2 separate regions of the Mus musculus genome follow, and region 2 is linked to region 1. The links are chromatin contacts, called in public Hi-C maps. All regions are on one chromosome and are shown on one strand. Each heading gives the region's core, a stretch centred on a gene start, on an enhancer-like site or on the middle of the called end of the contact. The rest is flanking DNA. Distances are from core to core; before and after follow the strand shown. Region 1 overlaps Ncoa1 (nuclear receptor coactivator 1). Region 2 overlaps Ncoa1 (nuclear receptor coactivator 1).

What was found. A called contact is a pair of places that touch in the nucleus more often than the background predicts.
Region 2: a Hi-C map of centroblasts shows a contact between it and region 1, with 1.4 times the contacts expected there. The contact joins two enhancer-like sites. A contact is called at or near these places in 4 of 484 Hi-C or Micro-C datasets (bone marrow-derived macrophages, centroblasts, nephron progenitors and 1 more), 1 of 115 datasets of contacts at active chromatin or transcription factors (bone marrow-derived macrophages) and 2 of 9 other capture datasets (adipose tissue and pancreatic islet).

Annotation. Positions count from the first base shown.
Region 1 is chr12:4,362,621-4,367,726 of GRCm38.p6, forward strand. The region is part of intron 2 of Ncoa1 (nuclear receptor coactivator 1); the gene reads right to left. Among named protein-coding and RNA genes, the nearest start is that of Gm51963, 94 kb to the right of the region's middle. Within about 2 kb of position 3,516, at least 27 of the 459 cell types and tissues checked have an H3K27ac peak or open chromatin away from gene starts, as enhancers often do. A contact at or near this core is called in centroblasts, where this site is marked.
Region 2 is chr12:4,432,212-4,437,676 of GRCm38.p6, forward strand. All of the region lies in intron 1 of Ncoa1 (nuclear receptor coactivator 1), which reads right to left. Among named protein-coding and RNA genes, the nearest start is that of Gm51963, 25 kb to the right of the region's middle. Within about 2 kb of position 4,195, at least 24 of the 459 cell types and tissues checked have an H3K27ac peak or open chromatin away from gene starts, as enhancers often do. A contact at or near this core is called in centroblasts, where this site is marked.

The sequences.
Region 1 (5,106 bases), core at 2,266-4,765:
GCCTGCTAAGCCTCAAAACTTCCCTGCCTCTGCAACCTTGTTCCTCCTATCTCTTAGCTCTGCCCTAGAAGGCTCACAGCTACGCTATGCCCTCCTGGGTCTCTCAATTCACCTTGGAGCTTATCCATCTAGTGGAGTGTGATCCTTCCTCTCTCCGTTCATGGACTCAGATTTTTATTAAAGCCTCATTCTGTTACTACAAACAGCCTGAGCTCAGTATATTTCAAAGGCCAAAATTGACATGCTCAATTTTCTGTGGTGACAGCTTCTGCCACTGCACAATCAAATGATCTGAAAATCATTTATATCTAAACTTGCACTAGCCTCTTGTATTTTTTCCTATCTACACCTGTCCAGGGTAGCACTTACAAGGATGTTTAACATTCAAGAGACATCTCTACCTCTAACCAACAGCCCATCCTAACAGAGTCAGGAAATTGCTCTATTATCAGACTGCCAAAGAGTGATTCACTAGCCTACAACACCCTTATCCATCTCTCCTTCTCTGAAGGTTTCCCCTATGCCTGTTTTCTCCATGACCAAAAGAAAGATTACTGTACAAAGTGGCCAGAAACTTAAAGAGGTTATTAATATTGGTCCTGCAAAAAACATGAGACAAATTTAGGTAATCCTAATTTTATATCAGCTAAGGAATGATACTCTGCCTGGCAGCTTTGGAGAGTGCTGGTTGTATGTTCCTCCCAGGTCAAACTCATGACCACAAATTTAGCCGTACCCATTGGACTACTAGATTCTCTCATCTTGTCTGTAACTGTCCTGAGCCACCCCTTATCTCTCCCGTCTCTCTTCGGTATCTCAGACTGTCTTAACTCCTTAGAGATATAATTTATAGGCACACTGGATCCCTCAGACTATAACACTACTTTGTCTCTGAGCACTGCCATCAGCCCTTATGCTTGAACACTCACATGCTTTGATTATTGGTGGCACTCAAGTTTATCACTGCCTACCTGATGGATGACCTAAGACTTGTGCCCTGCTGTTTCTTTTTCCAAAATTATGAGTGTTACCTAGTGTTTTGTTTTTTGTTTTTTGTTTTTGTTTTTTGTTTTTTGTTTTTTTTTCGAGACAGGGTTTCTCTGTGTAGCCCTGGCTGTCCTGGAACTCACTTTGTAGACCAGGCTGGCCTCGAACTCAGAAATCCACCTGCTTCTGCCTCCCGAGTGCTGGGATTAAAGGCGTGTGCCACCACGCCCGGCTTGAGTGTTACCTAGTGAAGGACACTTGCTGATTCCCATCACAGGGTTTATAGTGGCATGACATGACAAATGAATGGTTCAGGTCCTACCCTTTCTTGTAGTCTTAGGTATAATAATTGCTGGTGTCACCACTGGAGCAGCAGGACTGACTACTTCCCTAGTATTTACCATCAGTTTTCACCCAGATTCATCCAGGATCTCCAACAGGTAGCTCAGAACATCCTCACCCTCCATGGATAAACAGACTCACTGGCCAGTGTGGTGCTATAAAATCAGCAAAGACTAGATTTACTGAAAGTAGAGAGAGGTGGTCTTTGTTTCTTCCTTAGGGAGAAATGTTCTTCTATGTCAACTAGTCAGATACAGTAAAAGAAAAGATCCAACAATTCCAGATGGATCTCCAAAAATGTACAAAACAGCTCCATGTCTCTGGCCAGTGACTCCTCGACTGTCTAACATGGAATTGGCTATTTCCCTTCTTAAACCCCCTTTCTCCCCCTTTTCTTAATCCTACTAGTCACAGACTGCCTCATAAACCTCTTGCCTAGATTTCTTCAACAACAGACACAAAGATTTTTTTAATCAGACTTTTAATCAGTTGCTATTACAGGATTACCAACCCCTAGATACTGAGCCAGAAGCCTGGGACTCCTGATTATATGCTGATAGTGAAGGTCAAGTTCACTTAAAGGACTTTGAAACCCCCATTCAGCAGGAAGCAGTCTAATGATAACATCAACCCCCTTTCCTGGCCCCTGATTACTTATCAATAATAATCGGGGGTGGGATGGGGGGTATAAGCCCTTTGAGGCATGTTAGTGGCCAGGTCCTGCCCCTGTGTACCTCCAAACACCAAGTTCTACCCACAGAACACTCTGCCCTAACAGCCAGCCCTTGCCCACACCCTTCAGAGTAAAAAGCCCTCTGAAGAATAACCAGTACAGATTTAACTAGCTCTTCTTTTTTTCCTCTTAAAACTGGTTTTTCTTAGGTTTCACATGATTGTTATGGGTATTCAGGCTGTTTCCTATCGTAAAAACTTTGTGATGGTTGCTTACATTTTTCTCTTTCTCTAATTTTGACTTTAAAAACTCCTCATTGATTTTATTTTTGCTGATGTTATCTTAACTGTGATTTAGAAAAGGACCAATACTCAATACCTGCTCAAACGACCATGTTTCCTGGATTAAGTATTGAATGCTACTTCTAGCTTTAAGTATGACTGTTACTTTATTTTAGAACATTTAAAATTCTGTTTCCTGTGTCTTAAACATCTTAGCTTTGACAATTTTAAAACCCATCATTCTGACACTCTTTAAAAAACAGCCAGTAATGCTGGGTGTGGTGGTGCACGCCTTTAATCCCAGCACTCTGGAGGCAGAGGCAGGTGGATTTCTGAGTTCGAGGACAGCCTGGTCTACAAAGGGAGTTCCAGGACAGCCAGGGCTATACAGAGAAACCCTGTCTTGAAAAACCAAAAAAAAAAACAAAACAAAAACAAAAACAAAAAAACCAAAAAACAAACAAACAAACAAACAGTCAGTAAGTTGGGCGGTGGTGGTGCATACCTTTAAACCCAGCACTTGGGAGGCAGAGGCAGGCGGATCTCTTGAGTTCAAGGGTGGCCTGGTCTACAGAATGAGTTCCAGGACAGCTAGGGCTACACAGAGAAACCCTGTCTTGCAAAAAACAAAGAAATGGACAAAAACAAACAAAACAGCTAGTAAGTGAAATTATTGGCTAAATGAAAATTTTAAGCAGCTGTGATATGCAGTAAGCCCTGGGCAAGCATTTGACTGGAAGGGACACAGATGAAAACAAACAGTGCCTCTTTGTACACACAGCTAGCACTATGAATTCTGACTTTTAGAGAAAGCAGCAAAAATGCTTCCTTCCATTAACAACAGCTGATTTATGAGATGGCTATCAAAAGAAGCTTTAGTAATGAATTAAAAGAAACTTATCTCTAAGATCGGTGGATTATTCTCTTATCCAGTTATATTAACTGTTAAACACTGTAAAGTCATTTGTTATTAATAAAACTTACAATATAAGCATTTCACATTATTGTAAAAAATTAGTACAGATTGAAGGTTATTTTCATTATAAGCTATTTTTTCTTTCCTTAGGATATCCTTTCTGCTGTGGGTGTGTGCTGATTTGAGTAAGAGATGTCCCCCACTGGCTTGTGGATCACACTTGGCCCCCACTGTTTGGGAAAGGTTACAGAACCTTAGGCAGGTGGAGCCTTGTTACAGGAAGTATGTCACTGGGGCAGACTTTCAGCCTTGTTTCACTTCCTGTTCTATTTCTCTGCTTCCTGTGTGTTGAATACAAACATGGCCACCCAGCTTCCTGCTCTGCCGCACACTTTCTCTACTGGCTATCATGCCTTTCCAGCTGTGATGGCCTCTGGACCATAAGCTAGAATACACCCTTTCTTTCTAAAGTTGTCTTTTTGTTATAGTATTTTATCACAGCAGCAGAAAACAAACACAGGGTAGAAATGAAAAAGGTAAGTACCAACTCCCGGTGCGTTCAGACTGATAGCTTAGACAACTATGCTGTCTGTCATTCAGTAGTGAGCAGCCAAAAACCAATCATTAGTACCTTGTGGAAATAGTAACAGTTTTCAGTAGCGTAAAATTATGATTCCATACTATTCTTATTAATTTTTTTTACCAAATACATTTTAGAAAAGATGATATAGGAAAAATAATGCAAAGGCAGATTTTTCTTAGAAGAAACAAACTCTTCATGAGAAATGATGCTATTTCTATTAATAATGACAAAAGTGTTGTATTCCCTAAACTTAAGTTGAAAGTGATATAAATAAAATGGAAATAAAGCCATTTATATTAATATTCAAAATATAATAATTCAGAAGTAAATAAAGTTTGATTTTGTTATAGTATGTACTTACTTGCCTTATTAGTAGTACCTCTGTAGACAGGAGACTTGGTAATAAAGATTTTAAAAGTAGTTTTTTACTTTTTACAACAGAATGACATTTTTAAGTTTCCATTTTCATATTTCTTTAAAAGATTTAATTTTTTGAGTAAAAAATTCATTTATGAAATTCTTGCAATTTCTTTCAAAAACATTTCTTCATACATGTTTTCAGATTTTTTATTAGATATTTTCTTTATTTAAATTTCAAATGTTATCCCCTTTCCTGGTTTCCCCTCTTAAAACCCCCTACCTGCCCCCTCCCACTGTTCACTAGCTCACCCACTCCTGCTTCCTGGCCCTGCCATTCCCCTACACTGGGGCATAGAACCTTCACAGATTAAAAAATATCTGGGTGAATCTAGAGAATTTTTAGAAAAATACAAATGTATTATGTTTGAACTGGTACAAACTGCTGATCTGTATACAAAGGAAAAGTTCCAAGGGGAATCCTGCTAAAATGTGATCTAAGCATGCTCAGTAGGTGGTATGACCCGACAGTGAGCCAGCAATAATTCTCCCAGGCACATGAGCAGTAAGGAAAGTGAAGAAGGCTCATCCTAGTATTTATAATGGTAAAAATGGGAACACCCAAAAATGTCCTCCAACAATAGACTGCATTATTAAATTCTAGACTAGTGTTACAGTACAGCCTCAGCCTCACAATAAATGAACAGAATCCGAACTATTAACATCTGCCTGTGGGCACCCAGACTCCTTTCTTACAACTGAGGGAGTATAGGAATAGGATTAAAAGTACCAATTCGAGAGTCCAACTATTCTGTTACTTTTTGACCCTGTACTTTTAATCTTGGATCAAATACTTGTACTTAGCCAAGAAGTGTTAGAAGAAACATTTAATATTTTTAAATGACTTAAAAGAGCATATGGCACATGATAAACATGATTAAGCAGACCTTAACCAACTGAGTTTTAA
Region 2 (5,465 bases), core at 2,945-5,444, 70 kb after region 1:
TCTGCAGCACAGGCTCACAGTGGGCTGCACCTTACTCCACTGACTCAATGCCCTGTACTCTGCTCTTAGAGGCCTGCACCCACCCCACACTCTATGAAGCTGTCTGGTCACCTCTTAATTGCCACATACGCTACTGAGTGCGTATTTACCCTTTGGTATCTGGCACTGCTGACCACTCCTTTCCTTCTCTGATTTTCATGATACTAGTCTCGGTTTACCTCTCTCTCTCTCTCAGCTTTTCTTTCCTCTCTTGCCTATGCTTGCAGCTGGTTTTGCACAAAGCTCCCAAATAGTAGCAGTCTGTCTATATTTCCTGAATTTTATCACCTTTGAAATAACAAATCAAACTACCACTCTCATCACGTGACTTTTCAATCTTAATGAAGTCCAGATATTTGCTTCTAAATCCAAACCCTCACCAGTCAGCAGACTATGCTTTTCTGTATGGTTGTCTTACAGTTTAATCTCTATAAACGCAAGTGCCACAACAGCATCTTTCATTCTCCTTCAAAAACTGCTTCCAACCTTCAATTTGCTCTAATGCCATGCTCTCAAGTAACATCATCTCGGGCCACACAACCAAACTCAAGAACCTAAAGGGGATTCCAGGATTCTCCATTCTCTTTTCTAATCCTGCATACAATCTTCATAACTTAACACCTCTGTTATGAGCTTCCTCTATCTGTATCCCTACTACAAATAACTTTAGTTCAGGAACTCATCACAACACTGAACCCCAAAAAGGTCCCTGCCACCAATAAAGTGTTCCACTTCAACAACTTGTGCTTCTCATTCCCCAGATCTCTAGTTGCCTCTTTTTAAATAATTTATGAGCATTTTATACTTTTATGAGTATTGATTGGTGTTTTGTCTGCACGTATGTCTGTGTGAGGGTAGGACTAGTGCTACGGACAGTTGTAAGCTGCACATAGGTGATGGGAATTGAATCGAGGTCCCCCGGAAGAGCAGTGACTTCTTAACCACTGAGCCACTCCAGCTCTAACTGCCTCTTTTTCACAAAAGTTTGCTCTTGTTTTAAAACTTCTTGTCTCTTTAAAGGGTATAAGAAACTCATTGTATAACATGACTAACCACATTTACTAGATACTACAATGACTAGAACTCTGTTGTAACTTATTACTTGACCCTAAAGTCTCCTGTTTATTGGTTCCGTTTTATGGTACTGGTTTAGTGAAACATTCGGTGATGCTTGTTTCTGTACTTACGATCCTGTTACACTCTGCTGAATTTGATACTCCTTACTATGGAAGTAACACTCATCTCGCACTGGTTGCAGGAGTGGAGGAGAACACAGCATGCCACGAGGCAGGATTACTATCTGGTCTTACAGGTATAAGCTTAGCTAGTTATCCTGGGCGCTTCCCAGAAAGGTAGAGCCAGTTGTTCCACGCCTCTTAGCCATGGAGCAGACCATCTGTTTGGATCTAACTGTTGTTAGAATGTACAGCACTCAGAGCTGCCTGGTTGCTAAGTTGCAGCAATGCTAAACAATCACTCTATTAATTATTCTGGGAACTTTTCTGCTCCTACTCATATCCCACCTCTCTGGGCATGAGTATCACCCACAGAAACCCTATTTTTAGAAATTCACCAGTTTCTGAATTACCAAAAGTTCCCCTTCTTGTACCAACATAGCTAAATATGGGTGGGTTTTTTTAAGTATTTTTTTCTATAGGTTTGGTAAAGAAGAGCAAAAGGGAGTGTGAATGTTCCATCTGTCTTTTAAAATCAGCAAGAATGAATCTGTACCTTTCCCAGTCGTCACCCTTCAATGGCTACTAATTTTTACCAAAATCCAAATAACATACAAAGATGTTGCCTGCTAGTTTTATGGAATTCTATAATTTTGTTAGGTATCTTAAACAACCAGGTATAGTCACACACACCTTTAATCTCAGCGTTTGTGAAATTAGGACCAGTCTGGTTTACATAGTGACTAGCTGTGTAGCTAAGACTACATAGTGGGGACCTGTCTAAAAAACATAATAATAAACAAGCATAAAAAGGCACCTCCTAACTTTAAAAGCTATATAAAGTTCCTAAACTTGCATACTGTTAGCTTGCACAAAAGGAAAATACATTTTGGCTTGCCTGTTTTAATAATGGGTTATCACCTTTTCCCTCTTAGAAACAAACTAGGAAAATTTTAACATTTCAATTAAAATAGAATTTGTACCATGATAGCTTTCAACTGAGAAGTATACCCCAGCTGTTCTAACTAGTCTTGTACTATTATCAGATTCTCTGAGATCATTTTTATTGTGAAGTTAGAAATATCACGCTTAAAAACCAGCAAAGAAACAAAGTGGTCTAGCTCATACCCTTGCAGTTTGCAGCTTAGAGAAGGCTATGCAACCTATTCTAAGCAACTTCAGTAGCTGAAGTCTGCAAAGGCAGTCAGGGCAACCTATGGACACTGGTATGTGTCACATCTCACGTCTAAGTCCACCAGTGCAATACCGTTCCACTGTATTCCTCAGACATTAGTAATTTCCCAAAGCTACTTTGGGGACCTCCAGGCCAATCAAGATCAATCAGACTGGCTTGGTCCCTGGGGGCCCTACAGAAATTAAAAAGGCACCCCCACAAACATTATAGGATATGCCACATACAAAATGGCCAGCAGACACTTCTCACCTAAAAGAGATGAGTGACAACGGATAAAACCACATACTCCTGCAGCCTAGGCATTGACCCAACAGGAATCACCGATGTGATTGCAATTGAAGTATGTGGAGAGTACATCACTGCATTCATGGGTGACTACAACACCACCATCAACCCAAAAGACATCCAAGACTAATCACCAGGAGCCAGGCTATCACTACAAAAGCCAATGATAAAACTGGGTGAGGTGACAACAGACCCACCTAATGTGCAAATGTGGGGACACAAGAAGAATACAAGAGGAAGAATACAATAATGGCTCCAAAAGAACATTCCAACCCCAGCAGCAGACTCTAAAGGAAAAGACATAAAGTGCCTGAAAAAATAATTTAAAATAATAGTTTTAACAATTTAACAAGATATAAGGGAATACAGATAATTCAATGAAAACAGAAAACCTCACCAGAGACAGAGATCATGGGAAAGACCCAACAGGTCTTGAAAAAGAACCAGACAAATCTTGGCGATGGTAATGGCAGAGTATATTTTCTCTTATAAATGGAATCGAGATTTTTACATAAAAGCAGATGCTATTGAAGTGCATCATGGGATGAGCAAGTAGAGTAGAGGGATAGAAAGGGCGGTGGGAGAAGTGAATCTGATGTATGTGCACGTGCACGCACACATCTCTATGTTCACATGCATGTATACACATGTGTGCTCATGCACAAATCTCAACAACAATCTAGATAAAGCAGATTTGAGCTTAATTTTAGATTTTTAAAATAGCCAGTAAGATTAAAGTTTCTTTTAAAGGTCTACTTTATTTTTAATAATGCATCAATGTTTGGAAAGCACATGTGAATGAAGGCAGGGCATTAGATTTCCTGGAGCTAGACTTACAGATGGTTGTGAGATGTGGATGCTGGGAATTGAACCCAGGTCTCCTGCAAGATTCAAAGGCCTAGCCCAGAGTTACTTTCATTTTCATGGAAGAAATAAAGTACTATAGCCTGAGACTTATAAACTAGAATTATGTAGACAAATATTGGAACTATGGATACTTCAAAAGGAGAAGAGGAGAAAAAAGGCACAGAAAAACTTAATGAAATAACAGCACAAATGACCCAAATGTTAACAAATATAGAGACATCCAGACTGAAGAAGCTCAGAGATCTTCAAATGGATGTGACCAAGAAAGATCCCCTCTGTGGCTTATTATAGTCAAATTTAAAAAGCACAGTATGAAGAAGTCTAAAATAAGTAGTACTTCAAATATAAAAGAAATTCAATAGACAGACATCTCAATAGAAACCTTATGGGTCAGGGAAAAACTGATGAAATAATCTGGGAAAAAAGTAACTTGTTTATCAGAAAAGCCATCCTCCAGCAATCAGTACTTCTCAACACAGCTCAGAGGCCATCACGACCTTGCTGATCCACTATGAACAACTGAGGCAATCCAATTGACTCAAAGAGAGAAAGAAATGAAAATGTCCTTGAAACAAGTGAAAATAGAAACCAAAACTAACAAGATACAGCAAAAGCACTATTAGACTGTGTTAGGACTGAGCTCGGCTCGCTGTGCAGGCATTACTTATCATGTGAGGCAGCTGACGACCACCTGCAACCCCAGATCCTGACGCTCAATGCCCCTGACCTCCAAAGGCACCTGTACCCATGTGCATATATACTCACACAAAGAAGCTCATATGCATAGATGCAACTGAAGTTTTACAATGTTTCTTAGTGGAAGTTTATAACAATAAATGCCTACATAAAAGAAAAAAAAACTCACATAAACTACCTGAAAATACAACTGAAGGCCTAGAAAGTAAGTTCAAACCAAATCTAGAATTAGTAGAAGAAAGAAATAACAAAAATCAGAATGGAAACAAATACAATTTAAAATAATACAGAATAGAAAACAAAATAAAGAGGTGGAGTTTTTAAGAGTTAGATTTTTGAAAAGATTAAATTTGTGAATCTTTAGCTACACTCACAAAGAAAAAAAGAGAGGCTTATAAAAAAAATGAGAAACAAAAAGGAGTCATTCTGAGTTCTGCCACAGGCGTGCAAAGGACCAATACAAAGTACTCTAAACAAGTGCATGCCACAGGCGTGCAAAGGACCACTAGAAAGTACACTAAAGAAGTGCATGCCACAGACGTGCAAAGGACCACTAGAAAGTACGCTAAAGAAGTGCATGCCACAGACGTGCAAAGGACCACTAGAAAGTATGCTAAACAAGTGCATGCCACAGGCGTGCAAAGGACCACTAGAAAGTACGCTAAAGAAGTGCATGCCACAGACGTGCAAAGGACCACTAGAAAGTATGCTAAACAAGTGCATGCCACAGGCGTGCAAAGGACCACTAGAAAGTACGCTAAAGAAGTGCATGCCACAGACGTGCAAAGGACCACTAGAAAGTATGCTAAACAAGTGCATGCCACAGACGTGCAAAGGACCACTAGAAAGTACTCTAAACAAGTGCATGCCACAGGCGTGCAAAGGACCACTAGAAAGTATGCTAAACAAGTGCATGCCACAGACGTGCAAAGGACCACTAGAAAGTACTCTAAACAAGTGCATGCCACAGGCGTGCAAAGGACCACTAGAAAGTATGCTAAACAAGTGCATGCCACAGACGTGCAAAGGACCACTAGAAAGTACGCTAAAGAAGTGCATGCCACAGACATGCAAAGGACCACTAGAAAGTATGCTAAACAAGTGCATGCCACAGACGTGCAAAGGACCACTAGAAAGTACGCTAAACAAGTGCATGCCACAGGCGTGCAAAGGACCACTAGAAAGTACGCTAAAGAAGTGCATGCCAC